2 separate regions of the Astyanax mexicanus genome follow, and region 2 is linked to region 1. The links are chromatin contacts, called in public Hi-C maps. All regions are on one chromosome and are shown on one strand. Each heading gives the region's core, a stretch centred on a gene start, on an enhancer-like site or on the middle of the called end of the contact. The rest is flanking DNA. Distances are from core to core; before and after follow the strand shown. Region 1 holds the start of ptenb (phosphatase and tensin homolog B). Region 2 holds the start of rnls (renalase, FAD-dependent amine oxidase).

Region 1 (3,498 bases), core at 395-2,894:
TCTAACGCTGGGCAGCGTTAGCTAACGTTACCTCACAACCTTCCAGCAGGAAAAAAAAGCTTGACACTGGAGTCAGTGGAGCTAGCTAGGTTAGCTAGCGTTAACCCTAGCCTGTAAAGCTGGCACTGAACAAAACATCTTAGTTTGAATTTAATTGGGGGATAAAAAGAGACTCCGCGTAAATATGCATTTCTACAAACTTAGTTAGATAGCTAAGTTAGGTAGTCAGCTACCTAACCCATCTATGCAGATGACGACCCTCGGGATTTAGCTAGTCTGCAAAAGGAAACCCAGTTAGATATAATAGCAAGCTAGCCAAGATACTAGAGCATGACTAACGCTGGCGGATTAATTAGCGAACAGCCAAATAGCTAACTAGATATGTTAGCTAGTTAACAATGTCAACGCCAATACTAGTCAACTAACGTAACCTACATTAGCTAGGTAACTAATATGTTAAATTACAAAATGGGTTCATTATAACGTTACGCTAGCGAGCTAGCGTTGGCTAAAATCCTCCGCCACTAACGTAACAGTTACAAGCAGCGATGCTGCACTGGACTAGCTAGCATTGGCTAACCTATCCAGTAAGCAAGCTAGCTAACTGGTCACTTTGGACTGAGGACAAACCGTGTTAGCTAGCTAACAGCAGTAGCAAGCTGTAGCTTACAAAACCCCCTCCTTCCCAAACGCAGCCCCAACAAATAAAACAGCAAGCTAGAAGAGGATACATGTCAAGTCCAAGTCGAAGCCATCCTCCTGGTATCTCCTTTTGTTTCGGCTGACCATCTTCTGTATGATCGTAGCCATAGCTGTGAAAGGAGTCTTTATGGTTTTTAGGGTAAGCGAGAGTATCGTTGCCTCCGGGCGCAATGCAGCCGCTGCCGCCACCGCCGCCGCCGCCTCGTCTATCGTATCCTCTCTCCACGGTTTTGTAGAAGTCCTATGGACGACCCTGGCCAGGTCTTTACCTGCTAGCTAGCGGCCGTGAGCAGTCTGCCGCTCGCTTGTAAAGGTGAAGGCCACAGCAGGCCCGGCCCCGGCTCCCCAAAGCCCACCGAGAGGCCAAAAACCCTCCAGGCGGACAGACAGACGGTCCTCCTCCGCGTCTCGGTGGTGTCGCTAAGGCTCGCCAAGTCTCTGGGTCCGCCGCAGTCGCCGTGATTGGTGCCGAAAAGGCGGAGAGGGTCCTCTCCGACGTCTCCAAGCCAGAATATACTAGCTAGATAACCTAAGTTAACAGTGACAGACACACACACACACACACTCTCACTCTCTCTCTCTCTCTCTCTCTCTATCTCTCTCTCACTCAAACACACTCTCACACACTCGGGCTCTCCGTCTGCGAAGCTCCAGTTAACGAATTGCTAGCCGGAGAGCTAACTAGCCAGCTAGCGCGTACGAACATCTTTCTAAAACGAAGAAAATACAAATAAAAGGGGGCGAAATTCAAACGTCCGCGTCGTGTGAATTATTCCAAAGCATGAAGAAAATCCTGACAGCCTCCACCATAGTATTAAAAAGAGCCTAGTGAGAGGAGTTAGTTTGTAATTTAGCTACAAGAGGCGGTTGGTCGGTCTGTCGGTGTGTGTGACGCTCCGCTTCGCCGTTAAACTCTCCTGCTCAACTTCCATCATGGCTTCCAATAGAAAAAAATGCCTTAACGCTCAAGCAGTTCGAAAGAGGTATTCCTCCGCAACACGAACTAGTCCTAGAACTAGCTGATGGCGCGCGCTTATAGACATAGCTCGTATAAGTAAAATATCTATTAAAATAACTCATGCTTGTGCCCTCAACACACTTCAAACCACAAACAAAAATCCCACAATGTTACTGGAGCTGTCGCGCTTTTTTCCTTTTAATTAATTAACTAACCCCCCCAACCGTCACTGCCGTTGGCGGAGGGAGACGCGCACACACATACACGTACCACACACGCGAACCACTGATTTTTGTTCCAGTGTTGAGTCACGTGTCTCCAGAAATGAGGGAAGTGTCCTGTATTTTTACATCACATTACTTTGTCATATATTTGTCTCTTTTCGTGTGTTTCTAATGAGATGTTTCGTGGTTGCTAGTGTTATTGGAGGGCTCTCACAGCGCAAACTCTGACCTAAAGACCCCCAGGACGCCACTGTAAGGTTTTTCACTAAATAGGGGGTGGGGAGGGGGGTGTAAAAAATCTCAGAAAGTCTAGTTGCCCCCTTCTGCTAGACAATCCCGCAACAGTGGGCAGGAAATTACTGAAATGCTTACGCAAGCAGAAAAGTGAGGCCGAGCCGAGTATAAAGCTGCTACCAAGGCGTCTCAGGAAAAAAAAATAGAAGTCTGTCTCACGGTTACAGTTCGTATGAGGGTCGTTTTCATCATTAACTGTGGCTGTCAGGTGGGATTTGTGAATGTACCTAGTGTCCTGAGCTCTCTGTCATGGGTACTAAATGTTCATTTTGGCCCACGGGGCGGGACAGAGGTACTATGGTTCCAGCCTTTTAAAATAACAAATCTTTGTTCTTTAGCGCCATCTGTCAGCATAATGTGATCCTCTTACATAAAAACCTGCTGCTTGCCCATACTGTATACTATCATTTAAACCAGGGGTCACCAACCTTTTTGAACCTGAGAGCTACTTCTTGGGTACCAATTAATGCGAAGGGCTACCAGTTTGATACACACTCGTGAAATTACAAATTTTCTCAATTTACCTTTAATTATATGTTATTATTAATAATTAATGACATTCATCTATGTGAAGACACAGATATCAATAGGCAACACTATTATTATAAATCTCTGCAAGTGTTTACATTTTATATTATATTTTAATATAATATTACATATTATATTACATTATATTGTATAATAATATATAAACTATAGGCTATCTCTAAGCTAATATTAATGTAATATAATCTAAAATTACATCAATGCAACTGTGATTTAAAAAAAAAAAGAATAGCAACAAAAATGCTATTTTTAGACCAGGCCTGCGGGCTACTCATAAGGTCCTTGCGGGCTACCTGGTGCCCGCGGGCACCATGTTGGTGACCCCTGATTTAAACTGTCTGGATTATTTAGACTAACAGAAATGTCTCTGTCATTTATTTTATACTTCTAAACTAATAAACTGTGATAGAGTAATGTTTTTTCATGTAATTAATTAACAGAAAATAACTTACTAAGTAACATAATACAGGGAGATGATAAATACTGCACCTAAAATCTGGGGTTACATAGTAACCTCCTCCACCTAACAGCCAAAGGCAGGACACTGCCTTTTCACCCTAATTCCTTTTGTGTCGCTCTACTAAACACTGTATGCTCGTACAACAAGACTTCTTATCCACAACCAACCAATAAGGTCCTTCATATCCACAACCAAGAAAGAGTCAATGGACATGTTTTATATATGAATATAATGATGATGTGTAAGTTATTACAGTATTGGAGTGAAGGGATTACGGTATGTAGCTGATACAGCTGTGTGTGGACGAGGATTAT
Region 2 (3,646 bases), core at 332-2,831, 150 kb before region 1:
AAAAGGAAATAAAGAAAAACATTGAATGAGAATGTTCCAACTTTTGACTGGTACTGTATTTCTATTGGTCACATAGAAAACTGGCTTCTGGAATGGGCTAACTTTAACCACAACCTCCACTCCTCTAGCATGACAGCTCTGTAGTCACTTGATTATGGGAAAGTTCACAGACATTACTGGGCACTGGGTGAAGCAGGCTGGGGATGGGGGATGATGGTGTGAAAGGCTACACTTTAGCTTTTGTTAAGAAACAAAAGTCTCATTGCCTGCTGTCTGAACTAAAACAAAGAAATGTAGATACAACCAAATAATTCCTGCACACTTTCTTATCGGATCTGACTGTTCCCTAGTTGCTTAATGCCCTCTAAACACATGAATCTGATCAATAATTCATATGGTGAATTATAATTAACAGTTAACTACTCTAACGTTAATAACAGCGTTACCACCGACCGAACAAGACACAACTTAAGTCACCCTTATGTCACCCTATGCTAAAAGCAAGGCAAAGAGCTAAAGAGCAGCAATCTCCTTAATCTAAGCGTTAAACTAGCCTGATTATGTACAATACGTTTAAAATAAATGTCTACTTTTAAATTAGATAAATTACTACAGAAATAGAGAATTAGCACAGCGCTTACCTTCACCTCCCTTTGACAACCCGCTTAGCAACAAAGTCCTGCAAGAATGTGACACGTGATGACCATCTCTCCGCCCCCTCCTCCGCAAACCCCGCCCACAACTGTTCGGAGGGGTTCAGAGAAAAAGGGGAGTGTGGGGGTGTTACAACATAGACACATCCCATCACTTAATAAATAACATCAGAGGATGGATATTTATGTGTGATAATGATGATGTGATGTGCATGTAATGCAAATACATAAATTCTCTCTATCTGTGTTTAATAATTGCTTTGTTTTTTTTATTCATTCAAGTTGTCAATCATTTAAAAATATAATATTTCAGGTCATTAAAAAAAATGTAATTTTGAATTTCAGTTCATTATAAAAACACGTACTGTATGTTTCAGGACTTGACAATCGCTTTATTTTTTTATTATTAGCCTTTAAATTATGTTATATTAAAATATAATATTTCAGATATTTTTTAAATATAAATTTAAACTCCCAAACTAATTAGGGATTCCAGTTAATTATGAAACATGTTTCATAATCTATTCTTCGTAACATTTTCCATATAATCAACTTATGAACTTATAATGCAAAGCGTGTATTATATAAAAAATAAACATGAATTAAAATCTGTAATATATATCCTAAATAATAATTAATTTGTTTGATGTATAAGCCCTGTTTTATATTTAAAATGTTTAATAAATTAAAATGTAAAATCTTTTATTTAGTACATTAATGCGGTGTTCCGTAAACCTACAGTGCGGGCGCGTTTCAATCCACAAAGCTCTATATTTCAGATCTAACACTAATGAGGGCAGTTCTAGTGGTAAGAAAAAGACCGTTTTTAACACACTTCCTAGTGTAGTAGTGTGCGGTTTGGGATACAGGCTTCGCTTACGGCACTGTAATAGACTACGCTTGTCACTGTAATAGACTACGCTGGTGAACTCTGAGAGAGTTTTTTTTGGCCAACAGCGAGAAGTCGTTGCTGTCTCTTTAAAAGGGCAGGCGCCAGTTTTATAGCCGCTACAGAGCCGCAGCTTCACGTTAAACATACATAGACGTTTTAACGTCTTTTAATAGTTTTAGAAGATGTCACGGGTGCTTATAGTCGGGGCTGGACTCACGGGCAGTCTGTGTGCCTGTCTGCTGCGGCGGGAGCTGGCAGACAGGGTACAGATAGTGGTGTGGGAGAAGTCCCGGGGAGCAGGTCAGCCTTAACCTACCCTTCACTTAGTTTATTGACTTTTAGCTGCATTAAAATGACCAAATAACCACCGTGTGCTTTATGCAGACCTCTGGTAACAAAGCTGCAGCTGCAACTGTTACTCGCGAGGATATTCTGAATAAGTTCAGAGTCTGCTGTCTAACTAACTTGCTAGCTAACTAGCTAGCTAGTTATCTAGCTACTTCATTACATGGCAAAGGTCAACCAGCTGATCCATATCTAGAGCTGATTAGTGGGCCAGAGTAATGCCTGAAGTGACCGAGATTTACATGCAGGATATTGTAACTTTTAGCAAGCACTACCCAAAGAAATGTTTTTTTCCATAAACATTTTCTGTTGTTTTGCTCATTCACTCATTTTCAAGATATTTTTTCAGTATTTGGTGGAATAACCCTGGTTTTAATCACAGTTTTCATGCAAGATGTGTGTCTATTCATGTCTTCTGATGATTTGTTTACATAGCATTTTGTTTGTATTTACTTAGTTAAAGTTAAGTGAAAAAAAAACTATTTTATGACGATTTGTGTTGGTTAATCAACTACAGGTAGAGCTTCAGTGATGAATGCTTTTAATCTGATCATCAACGCTGTTGATGTTTTGCTGATCTGTTGTTTTAAGTGTTTCATTGAGATTTGATTAAGGGTGATGTGAGAGATTAGAGGAAACAGTACAGGGTTTGAAATTGAAGAGGTGTATTCAAACAAGAAGTCATTGATCAAAATGGTTTGAAGCAGACAAAAGAATTAGGAGATTAGGTGGTGGGATGTTCAAGTTTATGTACCTGTTTAAGGGCAGGGAGGTGGTGATACTGAAGAGCTTTGTTCCAAGGCCCCAAAAAACAGTAAATGTATGAATGTTTATATATAATGTTTTAGATGGAAAATAGTTTTTCTTTAGCGATGACTTTTACATTAGATCATGAACTAGAAATACATTTTTGGCCAAAAATGCGAAAAAGTTTGTTTATTTGTTAATGTAATATATAGCATATTTACATATTTGTCTGTGAAAAACATTTTAAGGGCATTAATTACTAAGTAAAAGATGGGTATTTTAATAAGGCTTGATTTTAAGTAGGGATGCACTAAAATGAGAAAAGTAAACATTTGCAATATTGATAGATAAACATTATAATATTGTAGAATCAAAAAATGGGTAAAAAAAAGTATGGGTATAAAAATAAGTCTGAAAGCTAAGAAAAATTGTTTTGAAATGGCTCGGCTCTTCTGACATTTACTTCAAGCTAAACGGAAACTTGAAAAAAAGGTAGAATATTATAAAAAGTACAATTATTTATTTTGTTGAGTAGAACAATAGTTACTTTTTTCAAATTACCTAACAAAAAAATAGATCATCTGCAGAAGGAGAACACTGAAAAGATGCGAAATGAAGAACCAGAAACACAGTTTTACTGTTTTTTAATTAATTTTCAAAAAGGAGGTCATTGATATATAACATAAGGTGCTTATTCCTGGTCCTGGAGATTTGGTGGGAGGTGGGTGCTCCAGGACCAGAAATGAGCACCACTCTAGTTCAGTAAAGTTAAAAAAACGTAATCACTAAACCTATTATGTATCTGATATCATATCATATTAATAACGTACATAGTTTGTGTTTATTTCTCCTAACAGCACAACTTTCATTGTATTTTATTTTCTTATTTTCTGTTTATCTCAGGAGGAAGAATGTCTACAAGCAGAAGTCCCAGCAATATGTCCTGCACAGCTGATCTCGGGGCTCAGTACATCACTTCTACACCATATTACTCCAAAATTCACAAAAG

Evidence for each region. A called contact is a pair of places that touch in the nucleus more often than the background predicts.
Region 2: a contact with region 1 is called in a Hi-C map of muscle, with 6 times the contacts expected there. The contact joins the promoter of rnls here to the promoter of ptenb in region 1. A contact is called at or near these places in 2 of 3 Hi-C or Micro-C datasets (both in muscle).

What each region holds. Positions count from the first base shown.
Region 1 is chr15:25,335,044-25,338,541 of AstMex3_surface, reverse strand. It overlaps ptenb (phosphatase and tensin homolog B), which reads right to left and starts at 1,644. Exons shown (of 9, transcript XM_007251161.3): 1 at 732-1,644. The coding sequence starts at 810.
Region 2 is chr15:25,481,236-25,484,881 of AstMex3_surface, reverse strand. It overlaps rnls (renalase, FAD-dependent amine oxidase), which reads left to right and starts at 1,581. Exons shown (of 8, transcript XM_007251153.4): 1 at 1,581-1,845; 2 at 3,541-3,646. The coding sequence starts at 1,728. It overlaps lipf (lipase, gastric), which reads right to left and starts at 742. Exons shown (of 10, transcript XM_022664792.2): 1 at 642-742.